Linked DNA regions of Gossypium hirsutum: region 2 is linked to region 1. The links are chromatin contacts, called in public Hi-C maps. All regions are on one chromosome and are shown on one strand. Each heading gives the region's core, a stretch centred on a gene start, on an enhancer-like site or on the middle of the called end of the contact. The rest is flanking DNA. Distances are from core to core; before and after follow the strand shown.

Region 1 (7,550 bases), core at 2,593-5,092:
AGCTAGAGGCAATGAATAGCAAATAGTTAACCCGTAGATTGTCAATTATGTGTTTGCATGAGCAAAGATTTGACGTACTTCTCGTTATGATAATTATTTTGTCTGAAAATGCAAAGGTAGATGTTATAATCATTGGCTACACACTGTAGCTTTTCCAATATAATTAGTTTGCTTATTTATGGAGGACAAGATTTTGGAACATCGTTTTTTTTATTTCTTCAAGGATTTATCTGACCCTGGCCATCCGAGCTTATCCCGTTTGTGAAATTTCTTATACAATAAACCCATATAAAATAATACAATTGGGGCTAAGGAAAAAAGATATTAAGTAATTTTAATTTTCAATAAAATGATTAGATTATTCATTACTTTATAAAGAATTTTATGCTTAATTCTTATATTTGTATATTAATATTTTCTTTTAATAAAAAATACGTGGATAACTTATAAATGAGAAACACTAAACAGAGACAACAATTCATATTTACATTGAATTTTTGAAGTTAATGTGTCAAGTGTGTCGTGTTCATCGCCAAATTAAAGATGACGTTCAATTTGTTTATGTAAAAAGAAAGCGCTTATTTTGAGAAAGAGTTTAAATGAAAAGGTAAAAAATTGTTAAGTGAAAATTTGCTTGTATTTGTTAGGCTCTAAAGAAATGTTTAAAAAAAATTATTATGCACTAATAAAATTATTTTAATGCATTGATCCTAGTCAAGAGTGAGTTTATTAATGGGAATTTTCATTTATTGAGCAAGTTTTTGAACTCTTTTCCTCAGGTCGGCATACATCCTTCCGCTGCCGAGGAGTTTGTGACCATGCGATCTGTTTCACGGCGTATTACCTGTAGCGGGAAACCAAAGACAAATCTGTAGACAACATATCAAGGAAACTTGCAGTCCTGGTGATATAGAAGCAACATTTCTTATGATCATAGATATTTCAGAGAAAAGGTAATAGTTAATTGGTAAGGGTTATATTTGGTTTGATCTTTATTCACAATAAAAGGCTCATCTATCTTATTTTATGTTGTATTTGTTAAAAATAGTGGCCACCACCAATGTATTTTTACCTTTGTACCTTATCAGCGTACTGAAAAATTTGGATTAGCATCATTGAGTTCTGTAGTAATGAAAAGTTATTATTGGACTATGTTAACGGTTTAGTTACATTGTCTGTTCAATATTTTAGAATTTGTTTGTGTTTGAATGATCATATGTTTTTGTAGTTTTGTACTGAATATGCGTCGGATAGGCATTTCAAGGAAAAGAAATGAAGATTACGTATATTTTAACTCGAGTGGCTTTTTGCTGCTATACTAGGGGCCAAAATCCAAATGCCAGGATTACAATACAAACAATATATAATGGTTTGTATTTGATATACTGTGATTTAGATAATGTCAAGTTATTGAATTTTTTATTTTTAATGAAATAACATCGTTTGATTCATTTAACAGCATGGTTTTAATGAAGTAAATGAAAACATTTTCATGCTCTCCCATTTTATTGATCTCATGCAAATTTCAGGAGTTAGCAATACAATTTACAGTTCTCATGAAGGGAGAAGTGAGATCCAGTTTACACAGTACAATTTTCAGTTATAAGCCTTAGGAAGGAAAATAGAAAGAACCCTAAATCAACGGCCTCATAGAATCTTAACTATGTAACTTTTATAATTACAAAATTTATGTTGGGGAGTTTTAGTCATGGTAAATTTACATTGTTTATTGGAGAAAAGAAAGGAGATCATTCTTCTATCTTCACCAATCAATATTGGTACTCGAAATGGCAACCGTCGTAACCTGTTTTCACACGAAAGTTTAACACAAATTAATAGCCCATTTTATAACAATAGAAACTTTTCACCGGGTCTTGGCTTGACAAAATTCTGTAAGAGCATAAGATTTGAGTTTTTAGTAGTGTCAGATTGAATTGTAAATTTTTGGAGCCAAAACTTTTCAGTTTTGGGGACCAAAAGAATAAATTTTGCCAAACCAAGGTTGGCTAAGACCCTGCCTTCTCCTGAAAATCTTACTCAAAGGATACTCTGAATCGAGTCAGATAGTTTTTATGGGAAAATCTAATTGAAAGTTTCACTTAGATAAACTGTAATTATATCTTATGACTAGGCCAAGTCCGGAGCTTAATAAACCCTATTTAAAGGCGGCCTAAACCAAACCGGTCAGTTTCCATAGATAGATCTAATGGAGAAACTCACTTGGATCAACTGTGACAAGCATGGCTGTGCCACCAAACTCACACGTGCCACCAGCAATCTTGGTTTTCTGCCAATAGCTATTAAAAGCGTAGGAAGCATGTGCAAAGATGGTGTCAGGCTGAAAACATGGACCACTAGGTTGAATTGAATCACAATCCGCCCCGGATGCACATGCATAGTTCATTGCCTCTTGCATGATTGGGCCAGGCACTGATGGCTTAGCCACACACCATAATTGTGTGGTTGGAGCCCTATTGGGATGTGGTAGAACCGTTGGGGGTGGGTACACAATTGGCGGTAGAAACTCTGGTGGGCTTGGATTAAACCCAAATGGTGATGGAACATTATATGGCGGGCTCACAACAACGGTTGGTGGGCTCAGCTCGTAATAGGGTGGGCTCAATACCGGCCCCGATGGGCTTGGTATGTAACCTGTTGGTGTTGGTATTGCTTGTGGAGGGCTTGGAAAAATACTAGGTGGGTTCGGGACTATTCCAGGTGGGCCTGGAAAATTACTAGGTGGGTTCGGGACTATTCCGGGTGGGCCTGGAAATATAATCGGCGGGTTCGGAACTATTCCGGGTGGGCTTGGTGGTGGGCCAAGAGGAGGAAAGTTGTAAAAGGGAGAGGGTGGGGAAGGTGAGGTTCCAATTGGAGGTTCAGGGGTATTTGGAGGGTTAACACAGTAAGGATGTGAATTTTCAGGGGGCAAAGAATCAAATGGTGGCAAAGAAAATGGTGAGCTTACTCCGTAAGGTTGAGTATTTGATGTATCAGTGGGTTGTTCAATCACTAAACTCATAAGTTTACTCATTAGCTCTAAGTTCTTTGTGTGCTTTATGATTGAATTTCTTTGATGTTTTGGATCTTTGATATGTTCCATTGATTTTCTTGCATCTGCCCAATAAACAACTGTTAGATTTACATTTAATCATCCCAAAACATTTTTGCCCTTCCCCAATAATATATATCACCCTGAATAAATGAAAAGATTGCAAATGTTAGGGTTTAAAACAACTAAGCTTATAATACCAAAACTAGAACATAAACATGGCATGACTACTTAATGACTCACACTTATACAACAAAATAGAAATATTCGTTTACTGAGGAAGACATAAATTACATGATGCGAGTTTGTATATTCATTAGAGGCGAAGCAAACTAAATATACTCCATGCAACATTTGGACTGTCAAAAACTAAAACAATGGAATCCTTTACCACACTTCTAGTTCTAGGGGCAGGGCCTTGTCATAAGGGTAAAATATTAATATTATAAATCTTTTTAAAAATAATAACATTGTAGGTTAATCCAACGATATAATTACATTTAATTCTAAAAAAATTATAATTTTATTTTGACCCCTCTTTGGATTTGCCCTACTGACATGGTAAAAATGAGGAACTTAAATAAAACAATAATGTAGCAGAAATCAGCTTACCGCAATGCATGGAAAGAGTGGCCGCCATTGTTGAAAAGAGAAGGAACATGCAAAGCCTGTTTTCCATGATTCAATTTCAGCAATGCCAAATCACTCAAAGACTATTCAAAGAGCAGAAGACTGATAATTGAGACATATATAAAGGCAACCAAAGGAGACAACTGTGTATGTTGGCCATCAAAGATTTGATTCTTGAGTATCTACTTTTATTGTAACTCGGATGTAAATGACATATTTGTTTCGATTTGAAAAAAATTAACATTTAAATTTAATTTGTTTAATATTTTAAAATTTGACTCCAATGACTAGCGAGCACATTATTGAAAAATTTTAATTTTGAATTTAAGCTTGAAGCATAAATAATCGAATTTAGACCTGAGCATGAGAATTAAATCTTATTTTTTACTAATCGAGTGAATTCGAGTAGTTTGGTTTTTATCTTGAATCAAGTTTGAGTTTTTAAAGTTAAAACTTGAGGGATCTCGAATTTAGAATTAAACTCGAGCTTGGCTCGAGTTGATTATGTAAATGAGTACTCACTTTTGCTTAGAAATGTAAATATGAAGAATAATGTAAAGGGATTAAAAGGTGTAAAGGAAGTTGTTCACTTTGATTTAACTTAAACATTTCATGTTGTTGATGCAAAATTGGCATATATGCTTGCTTTCATATTGGGAAAAATCAAAGTGAAGGTTTTTGGTTGCGCTTTTGTCTTGCTTGCTTTCTACTCAAAGTTCTCACTTTCTCACAATTTTTATGATTTGAATCATCCTGAGAATTGGATTATGATGAGTTTGAAATATGAAAAATGAATAAATGATAATTTAATTGTATATATATATTTATATTTGAATGTAAATCCGAAAAAAATATAAAAAAGAATAAGTGCTTTTAAAAATTAAGAGTCCAAATGATATAACTAGAGAGTGATATTAATCAAAGATGAAGCTGAGATTTTGCCATTGGGAGGATTAAGCTTTGTGCAAAGCCTTTTTTTTTTGGGTATGTTGAACATATCCTGTTGGACCCTCTCTATAAAAGTCTTAACTAATTGGAATATTAGAATGAAAAAGGCAGTTTTACAACTGTTTTTTTTCCTCTTAGAAAGTTTTACGACTGGTGAGATCGTAAAAATGTGCCCTTTTGCTGCATATTTTAGCATCGATGTAACGTGTCATACTGAAGCATCAACATGATTATTTGCCCTTCTATATGGGCCATCACTTTGGGGTAAGTAGGGACCAAGCTAGTAACTTTACGCAAAGGGGCTTAAGATAAAATTTTTAAATTTTGGTTTAATTAATGTATCATTTATATATATTTTTCAGTTTATAAAGATTAAAAGTTCGTGATTGTTCCTCTCAATGATGTCATATTCAAAGTTCAAACTTGAATTTTTTGCTTGAGAGTAATGTATTTTATTATTTCACTCAATATTTTTTGATAAAATTACTTAAAAAAAACTTTAAATTAAAAAATTAATTATAAAAAAGGGTAAAAAATAAAAATTTTCTGATAGGCTAAAGGATTAAATATTAATTTATTGATATTTGAGAGGTGATAAAAATGAAATATATTCTTTTCATTAAGGGAAACTAAAACTCTTATTTCAACTTTTAAGATAAAATATCGAATATGACGAAATTATAATTAATCACTTTGAACATAAAACAATGTAAAATTTCAATGCCTCAAACTTGTTATGATTTGTGTTTGGACATAAAGATTAGAGAAGATATGCTTTTCTAATGTCATCATCTTCCATGAAAAGATAAAATGATAATCTCAGTGCTTCTACGAAAGAAGCAAATAAAAAATTTCAAAAAATATATTCTCTAATCTTGAAAGCCAAAAGAAAATTCAGCATAAACGTGAGGAGCATGGAGATGATATGGTGAGGTAGATAAAATTATCATTATAATAATAAGAAAGAACGACGGCATGAATTAATGCAAGGGTGCCTAAGTTGGAAGAATAAAAGTTTATAAAGCATTTGAGAAAGCAATAAAGTATGTGGAACAATGAGTTAGCTCCAGAATCAAACCACACAAAGAAGTAATAAATAAAGGATGGTGGATTAAGAAAGAATGTACTAAATCAGGGAAGAAGACTTTGCTTCTAGAATATTTGCCTCCCTATTCTTTAGGTCATCTTCACTTCTTTATACTAGATAGTGCTACCCATCAAAATAAATTCCTTGCCCTTGCATCATATAATCCTTGAGGATCATTGACTTGGTTTTCTTTCGTCGCCTCTTTGGTATATTCTTGGTGTCCTTCAGTGCCTTCTCGTGATGTACTATCTTCATTCATCACATTACTTGTCCTCAAGGTTCCAAGTGTTGGGTTATATCCACTTAAGCCTTGTATGATTTTTAGTGTAATAATATGAGGAAAATTTTTTTTATCTATTATATATGTATTGTAATAGTTAGATATTAAATAAAGAATAATTAGTACATTTTTAAACTTGAAATTAGAAATATAAGTAATAACTCTTATAAAAAATAAGACATTTTCAAAATAAGCGAAAAATTTTCCTACTCTTTGCTAAAAACAAGTCATAGGAGTAGCTAAATATTACCAATTGAATTACTTTATTGTTAACCCATATACTTTATTGTTATAAATCACTGTAATATTTTGAATTGATTGATTAAAATTTTCACATGTTTATTCATTATACTTTGTACGGATATTCTCATTGGTTTTGCATGAAATACAAATGGTTTAAGTAAATATTTACTCACTGATTATCTGAGGTTTAACTAACATTGAGTTGCATGATAAAGATTGTTCTGTAATATAGAAGAAAACTTATGTTAGAAGGTAGTCTAAAAAGTCCACGAGCTCATGATGAGAAAATGACTCATGTTAGGACTATTATGTTGTCTATATAAGTCTAATTAGGGAGATAACTTACCTTAGCTATCGGAGTAGGATTGACTCCTAAGATAGAGAGAAATGTGATTGTACAGGTTGACAATACATCGGACTGGATTCTAGATAAATCAATCTTAAATCCGTTTATAAATTAATTTTCTTGTGATGTGCATCATGTAATTTACCTTAATCTTGAGTAAGTCAATGACTATGTATACTTTGATGTATTGATAACAAGTGTATCTCAAAGTATTAAGCAAAAGGTTGGTATGTTGGTGATGCATGCTCTAGTGTCACAGGTCGTGGATCAAAACCTGTGACCATTGCGCCTTGAATGTCCCATGGAGGTCAACTGATTAAATGGGGCTCATTTGACCCACTTGAACTGACTCGATTCGTGGAACCCATGGAGAATCCCATCTACGTGAAGCCTTGGTAGCCTAGTGAAACACTCCAGCAAAACTAGAGTTATCAGGGTAACTAATGTAAATTCTAAGGGATAAAGATGTATAGAGTCTAAATCCTTTAGGAGTCTCATATTGTAGATAGGCACTAATATCATCTATTGATGTAATTCGATCTGTACCGTTGGATCTGGGGGAGCTCAACTGTAAATAAAGGCCTTTCCCCTCATTTGTATCCATTCTGTTGATAGTTAAAGAATATATTTGAGAGTATTTACTCAAACACTGTGTACATTACTTTCTTGTGGCATTTTCAATTATCTTGTTGCTTTTTTTTTTTGAGTTTGCTTCCTTTTTGTTTTTGGTGTTTTAGATAATTTTTATGAGAATTCTCACTTTGCGAGAGTTAGGTTGACTTAGGAAAATTTGAACCAAGAAATCAACTAGGGCTGCATAGATTGCGAGACTAAAGTTATAGCTGCGTGATAGTTGGTTTCAGAGCCAGTGTTCAAAGGTGCCGATTGAGATGTCGAAAGGAGTAGACGAGTAGGTTGAGCTTATGGAGACCTGTGGGAGGGGCAAAAAAGCTAACAACTTGAG
Region 2 (7,550 bases), core at 1,925-4,424, 180 kb after region 1:
TGTTCATTGTTGAAAAATGCCCCTAAAGGGGTTTCATGGAAGAGGTGGAGAACTTGTTCGTTGAGAGTTCGTGGTGAAAAACTTATTCATTGAGGATTCGTGTCAAGGTGGAGATTGTTAGAATTGAGTGACCCAAATCCTTGTTAAAATAAACTATAGTGGTAAAATAAAATAAAAATAAAATCCATATAGAACTACACTTCTTTTATTTTATTTTAGAATAAAGTTTTTTAACCTTATTACACTTGATCTATTTGATATTGATTAGAATAAGGTGTTTCAACCTTACTACACTCCTTCTATTAAGATATGGTTTTACAAGCCTATAAATAGACATAGTCTACTCCTCTTGTAATCATTCGAATTCGACATAATGAATTATCTTCTCCTTTGCCTGTGGTTTTTTTCCTGAAAGGGTTTCCACGTAAAAAAATCTGTGTGTTCTTTATTTTTCAAATATTCCAATTTTTTAGAGTGAAACTCTCTTAATTATTTTAAAAAGAAAAAAAGAAAAACAAATATCAAATAGCCAAATTACTTAATTTTAACTTTTACATCCCATTGTAAATCTTCTTCCAATTTTTTTCTTCAAAAAAATAATGAATATAAAATAAGTGATTTTTCAATTTTTTTTCACCCTAAAACTTATATTACAATGTGAAAAGAAAATAAAAATGGAATATTGGGTATTATGCTCTTTACTTTAGTAAGGTATATTAAATATTAAGTCTAGATTTATTCATTTTAATTTAAAAGTTAAGAACATTTTGATTCTTATCTTAAAAGTTTTCAATATAATTATCAGCATAGAAGAGTAAAAATAATAATAGACAAAGTATTTCTTATTTTTTAGACAAATTATAAATAAAAACGGAGCATGTAAAATTCTTAATCACATGTTATTATTGAATGGCACCATAGTTCTACAAAATAATAACATATAACTAATATAAAACTATACCTAATTGAAAAGGAAAAAAAAAACAGACTTTAAAGGACAGTTGTTGCAGTGGCAGTTCATCAAAGATGGAATTCAAGACAAGCAAGGAACTCTAGGCTGTGTTTCAGTGGCAGTTCCATGAGCATTATTGCAGACGGTATAGGTTTTAGGACAATCAACGCCTGGTGTTATGTCGATATTACGCATTACTATGTTCCTGCAACCTACCACATTGTCGCATCTCAGGTCGATTGCTTGGTCGTTGGCCGATGTTCCTCGAATATCAGAGTATGTAACATCACTAATTTCAATGGCCCCTGCTTTCTGCAATATCATATGTCAAAAAAAAATCAATATATATTCCACAGTGTCATATATAGAAGGAATGAATAACGTACCATTATTCCTTTCGAAAATTTGCCGTTATCCTGATAGAATTGGTTTATGATAATTGGGTTTCTAGCATTGCTAAGTACAATTTTCTCAAACGAGATCTTTCTGGCATAACCAGAGCAACCCTACAAAAGTTATATTCATAAAAATGTCAAAACAACATTAAAAAACTCAAAATTATATTGATTATATAAAATTATGGATGTTGGTTTATATAATGATCAGGGGATGGTTATAAGAGTCTAAGGGCCTGGGCTAATTCAAAATTTTAGAAAAGTTTAATTTTTTTTTTTAAAATAGTCGATTATCAACAATTAAATTACCTGAAATGTTTTGATCCTCACACCATTTTGAGTGTCCCTTAAAGTACAATTTTTCACGTGTACTTGCTCAACAGTGTCATAAGCTCCACCATCTCCAAGGCTCCCAATACTAAATATAGAACAAGAATCATGTATGTAATATTATGTTAAATGGATTGATAAGAACAAGTGAAGATAGTAAAACTCAATCAACCTGATACCATGGCCTGGACCACAAACAACACCGGTGATATTGATAAAAGATGAACCAGCGTTGATAGCAACACAATCATCACCTGTTGGAACAAAAATGTAAAGAAGAGACCACAAACTAAACAATATCATTTGAATTAATTCTTTATTTTCTCAAAATGGTTATTACCAGTTGCAATGATGGATTGTAGAATTTGAACGTTGGTAGAATCGGAAATATCAATTCCATCTGTGTTTGGGCTTTCATCTGGTGCACTAATCTTAAGATCAGAGACAATAACATCTTTACAGTTTTTTATTGATATATGAGCCCTTGGACTGTTCAAATGAGTGAGTCCCTTTAATTGAAGCCCATTGCAATTGTTAAAATGTAAAGCCTACAACAACAACAACAAACCAAAAATTAAAGGAATCATACTTGTAGCAATTAAACTGTAATTTTCAAAAAGAATAGGAGAACTTACACCAGGTCGACGCTTGCAATAAAAAAAAATACCCTGTAAACGAAAAATAAAAAAAGCAAAGCAAAAATTGAACTAATCTAAATTTTTGAAAAAATATTGATAAAAGATGCTTACATAAACTGATTTTTTCATGCAAGATTGCCACCAAATAGAACCCCTGCCATCAATTTTGCCATCTCCATCAAGATAAAGGTTGTCAACATTTGAAAATTGAATCCAAGTATCCACTCCTTCATTTGCCCATGATGTGCTTAGGGGTGCAATTAGGGTTCCACCAAGCTGTTAAAATGAGCAATCATTATGTAAAGAAAATGTAGATCAATGCATAAGAAATAGTAAATATAAAAATTAACCTGAATACGAATGGCTTTGGCCTTGCATGGACCCTGAAAAACAAGTGGGTTTAGAAGGAATGTTTTCCCTCGCGGGATTTCAAGTGTTACAGTTTCTCCGCCCGCATTTGCATTACAAATATCCTTCCAAGCTTTATTGAATGCCTTTATTTCAAAAACATACAAAAAGAATGTGTTAGAAGAGAATGTTGGATTTTTATATTTAGAAAATTATAATTGGGATTGGGATGTGATACATCATATTTAAAAATAATGTATATAGTTTATGGAAGAACATAGATAACTAGTTATTAGGAAAAATAAGAGAAGTAATTATACTTGAGAGTCATCTATCTGGCCATTTCCAGTAGCTCCATAATCCATAACACTAAAGGAAGAAATTACTTGCTCATTGAAAATTTCATTTTCGAGACCAAAATTAAAAGCAGAAATAGTTTCTTCACTGAAGAATCCATTTCCGAAAGCAAAACCAAACAAAAGAGACAGTGCAAAACCAAAAGCAAGCTGCATAATTGTGAATGATGGAAATGAGTTGAATTAGGGGGGGATTTATATAAATGTCATAATAATTAATCCTTAGTATCAGGTAAATAATCTCTTTAATTTTATTAATTAACCCTAAAATCGGTAATATGATTTTTTGTTTCCTTGAGCAAGTTGAATTTGTTTTCCCCCTTCTATAACTTAAGGTAAATTATCATTTTTCACCATAAATATATATGTATAAAACTAATCAAAAAGGGAAAGAATATCGAATCATGGCTGAAGATTTTAATAACTTAATTCAATGAATTGCAGTATTTGATTTATTATTACATCTGAAATTGTTTTATTTTAGATCCTATTACTATTTTAGCAGTTTTGTAATTGTATGGCCCTATATTTCATGATTCATAAATATTTATTCATAAAACTTTTTTTTTTTTAAATGAGCAAAAGATTACATAATCATATTCTTTTGTAAATTGCCTCTAGCATTATCCTCTATTATGACATCTTGAATCTTTATAGGGATCTTCGATCATGTGCAAACCTTCAACATTAGAGAGAGTCAAATAAAACAACTATTATTTAACATAAAATTAAAAGTGCAATATAATAATCCTTTTATTTATAAATCACTTTTTAAGTTTAATTAAAACAAAGTAATTCATTCTCTTTTATTTGTTACCGAAATTTTTATTTTACTTAACACAAATTTCGTAATGGATAAATCTCATAACTACACATGAATTTAATTTTAATGTATAATGTTATACATTAATTTTGATTTGATTCAATTTTCACAAATTACTAACGCAATTATTGGCATAGCATCATTTTAAATTTATATGTTGCACACACAAAAAATTGTATTTATCTAATATAAAAATAAATTAATGTATTTGTTTATTTAAAATTTAAATGTATACAACTGAATCACAATCAAAGTTTTATGCATAAATCTGAACTACAATCAAAGTTTCATGTGTATAATTGGACCAAATTAAAGATTATGTATCAAATTACAAATAAAAGTAATACAAAGTCCCTTATACTATACCTTGGATTGCATCTTAGCCCCTCTATTGAAAAAATAGACAAATTAACCCTTATATGCTAGATGAGTGAGCAAAATAGCTCCTCTATCAAAAATTGGTATTTATATATGAGATGTAATAATAAATTTAACCCTTAACCTTACACATTTATTCAATTTAACCCCTACTCTTTTATTGAAAGTAAAATAAATCTAAAGGTTGAAAAACACCCTAATAACAAATTAAAAAAATCAATTTATGCAAATCCTTTCTTTTCAAATAAAAGTAAATATACTAATCCCTTTAAGGATTAAAACATTAGAAAATTCTCGTACTGTAGTTGCATGTTAATGTAATTTGGCTCAGTATGTCTTATATTTGAATTTGCATATTAATTACTTTTATTGTTATATTTTTTAACATTTAAAATTTAATTAACATTATTTTTATATTTTTTTATAATTATTAATATTTTATAATTTTTAAAATAACGGTTTGATTCATTTTATATGCACATTTAATTAATTTTTAAAAAATATTTTAAAAAATTAATTATTTTATTGAAATGACATGCCAGAATACGGTCACATGGTAATTTTTGGTGGCTTTCATCAATCACGTCATAGTTAATAATTAAATCGGTCAACTGACATTTTCTGTTAATGGAAAAGGCCAATTTATTTTTTTGAGTCAATAAAGGCTCAATTGGGTGCCTTTAACTTTTTTCATAAGCACTCAATTAATTTTTTGATTTTTTAATAAAGATTTTTTTTACCTTTTAACCTTTAACTTTTAATTTAATCTAATAATATTAATAGATACTTAAATAAATAGAATTTAGAATTCAACACAGGTGAAAAAGATAATATCTTTTAAAATAATAATATTATTAAAAATAATTGTATTTTAAAATAAAGATAAATAAAAAATAAAAAATTATTTTAGTGATATTTATTAATATACGTTAAAAATAACTGAGCTAATGTATAGTTTTAGTGTGATTTTTATATTGAGTTAGTAGCTTCTTACACGTATATATCAATTAAAATATAATATACTTATTTCTTAAAAAGTGTTACAAAATTTACAACATTTCAAAAATAATATGATTGAAAAATAAAAACAAAATAATTTAAATTTTTAATTTTAGAATTTTAGAATTTTTTTGTCAAATATTGATCTATTACTAATATTTTAATATTATTTTAATAATGTATATTTTATTAAAGTTCTTTATGGTTTTTAAGGTTATAGAGAGAGATATAATGTTTCCTAATTTATAAAATGTCTTTTACTTCACATTACTTACTTAGAATACAATTTAAGACTTTGTGTAATTATTGAACTTATAAATTTATAAATTTATAAATTTATAAATATGTTATTCATTTATGTAATTGGTTTGAAAAACAATACTTTCATTTTAAAATGTGTTTTAAAAAGGTTGATTGTATGTATCAATTAAAAAATATTAAATTATACTATTACATTTTATAGTTAAATAAATTTCTTATTTGTGCAGTACACAAATTGATTATATGTATCAATTAAAATATATTAAATTATTTTGTAATTTTTATAAATTTAAATTAATGATTTATGGAAAGTAAACTAAACTTTATAATTTTTCATACAATATTATGTTTTTATACTTTTTTTATAAATATCTAAATTTTATTAATGAATATATATTATATATTGGATATTTTTTATTAGGTGAATATTTATTGTCATATTATAAGTGTCCATTACTATGCATAAAGTTAGAAACCACGGGTAAAAGAATTACACTCTTATAATATATTGAAGGGGTCTTAATGCATGAAGAGCTAGTGTGGTTTCAAAAATCTTGATCGATGTGGTCGCTAAATGGTGACAAGAATACAAAGCGCTTCCGTAGTCGTACTTTGATGAGAAGGAAAACTAATAGAATTGAGGGACTTAATTTGGGGGTAGAGGGCTGGTGTTTTGATGATGGTCACTTAAAAAATTATGAGTGAGCTTCTTCAAGAACTTGTACTCAGCCGACTACCAGGTGGATGGGAAACAATCTTGTATTAACCAGTTTTCGTCTATCTCAGACTATGAAAAAGATCTTCATTTAATGGTGGCCTCCAGTGATGAGATTTGTTGAGCCGTTTTTAGCATGTCACAACTCGAAGCTTTTGTGATTGATAGCTTTCATGCTAAGTTTTATCAATTGCAGTGGGCGGTGATTGGTGACTTGGTTTGCAGCCTTGTTCGGCAGACTTTAAGGGGACTACCCTGGACCCTGAACTAAATAGAACTTCAATTGTGCTAATCCCTAAAATCAATGGTCCACAAACAATCTCTCAGTTTAGACCTATCAATTTGTGCACCGTTATATACAAGATTATCACTAAAATCATTGTTAATTGATTTATACGCCTGATGATCAAACTGGTCAAGCAGAACCAAGCTAACTTTATTGCGGGGACGAATATCTCTGACAATATCATCATTGCTCAAAAAGTTAGCTTTATTCTATTCAGATTAGTTTCTAAACTTTCTCTACACGACCGAGTCTTCCACCTTATCCTAACTTGGAATTTACATCCTATTATGAAACATGCCAAGCTTCGAAACACTGATTATTGGTGGCTCGATTCTGTCCAAAATAATAGGCGTCCTGACCTTGCTTTCATCATGTTTAATGACATTACTAAGGCTATCGGGAGGGGGGTGAATACAAATATCACCCTTTCTCATGACATGTATTTGTCATATATCTTTAGACGGTTAGGAATTAGCACTCTTGGAGACTCCCCCATCACGTCCAATCAACCCATAAGTTACGGTGCACTTTACCATTCCGACTATCACTATGATGCCAACTCCGGTGAGTGGATTAAGGGAGGTAGTCTAGTTGCTGATGATGACGATGATGAAGGCACTTTTGAACATGTCCCTTCACCCGAGCATGCTCCTCCACTGGCTTCTTCATCTTATGTTGTTCAACCCTCTTCTAAGGTTAATAATGCTCTTCTCGATGCTATCTATCCATTGAACAATGATGCTCGAGATCTTAGGGAAGATGTTAACTCTCGACTATTGACATTGGAGGCACAAATGACGTCTCTCTTAGCTCGCTTCCCTTCGACTCCTCCTTTTCCTCCTAGTGATGATTAGATTAGATTTAAGTCATTCATTTCACACTCATAACATTTGCACCTAGATTTATTTATTTATGCCTATAACTATATTTTCTTGCACTTTATTGCTTTATTGGTATTTTAATATACATTATCGTTTTAGTTCTTTACCCATTTACCTTTAAATATCTATTATGATGAACTAACCTCATTTCTCCTTAATAAAAGGTATATTAATTGATTATTCATTTA

Evidence for each region. A called contact is a pair of places that touch in the nucleus more often than the background predicts.
Region 2: a contact with region 1 is called in a Hi-C map of leaf, with 4 times the contacts expected there. The contact joins the promoter of LOC107907649 here to the promoter of LOC107908478 in region 1. A contact is called at or near these places in 18 of 34 Hi-C or Micro-C datasets (anther, callus, cotyledon and 4 more).

What each region holds. Positions count from the first base shown.
Region 1 is chrD02:43,028,710-43,036,259 of Gossypium_hirsutum_v2.1, forward strand. It overlaps LOC107908478 (extensin), which reads right to left and starts at 3,843. Exons shown (of 3, transcript XM_016835658.2): 1 at 3,665-3,843; 2 at 2,221-3,117; 3 at 1,237-1,804. The coding sequence starts at 3,731. The coding sequence ends at 1,770. LOC107908477 (glutathione reductase, chloroplastic) reads left to right here. Exons shown (of 17, transcript XM_016835656.2): 17 at 780-1,152. The coding sequence ends at 875.
Region 2 is chrD02:43,210,764-43,218,313 of Gossypium_hirsutum_v2.1, forward strand. LOC107907649 (probable polygalacturonase At3g15720) reads right to left here and starts at 3,175. Exons shown (of 8, transcript XM_041088326.1): 1 at 2,984-3,175; 2 at 2,666-2,809; 3 at 2,427-2,591; 4 at 2,313-2,345; 5 at 2,018-2,225; 6 at 1,850-1,931; 7 at 1,657-1,765; 8 at 915-1,458. The coding sequence starts at 3,175. The coding sequence ends at 1,291.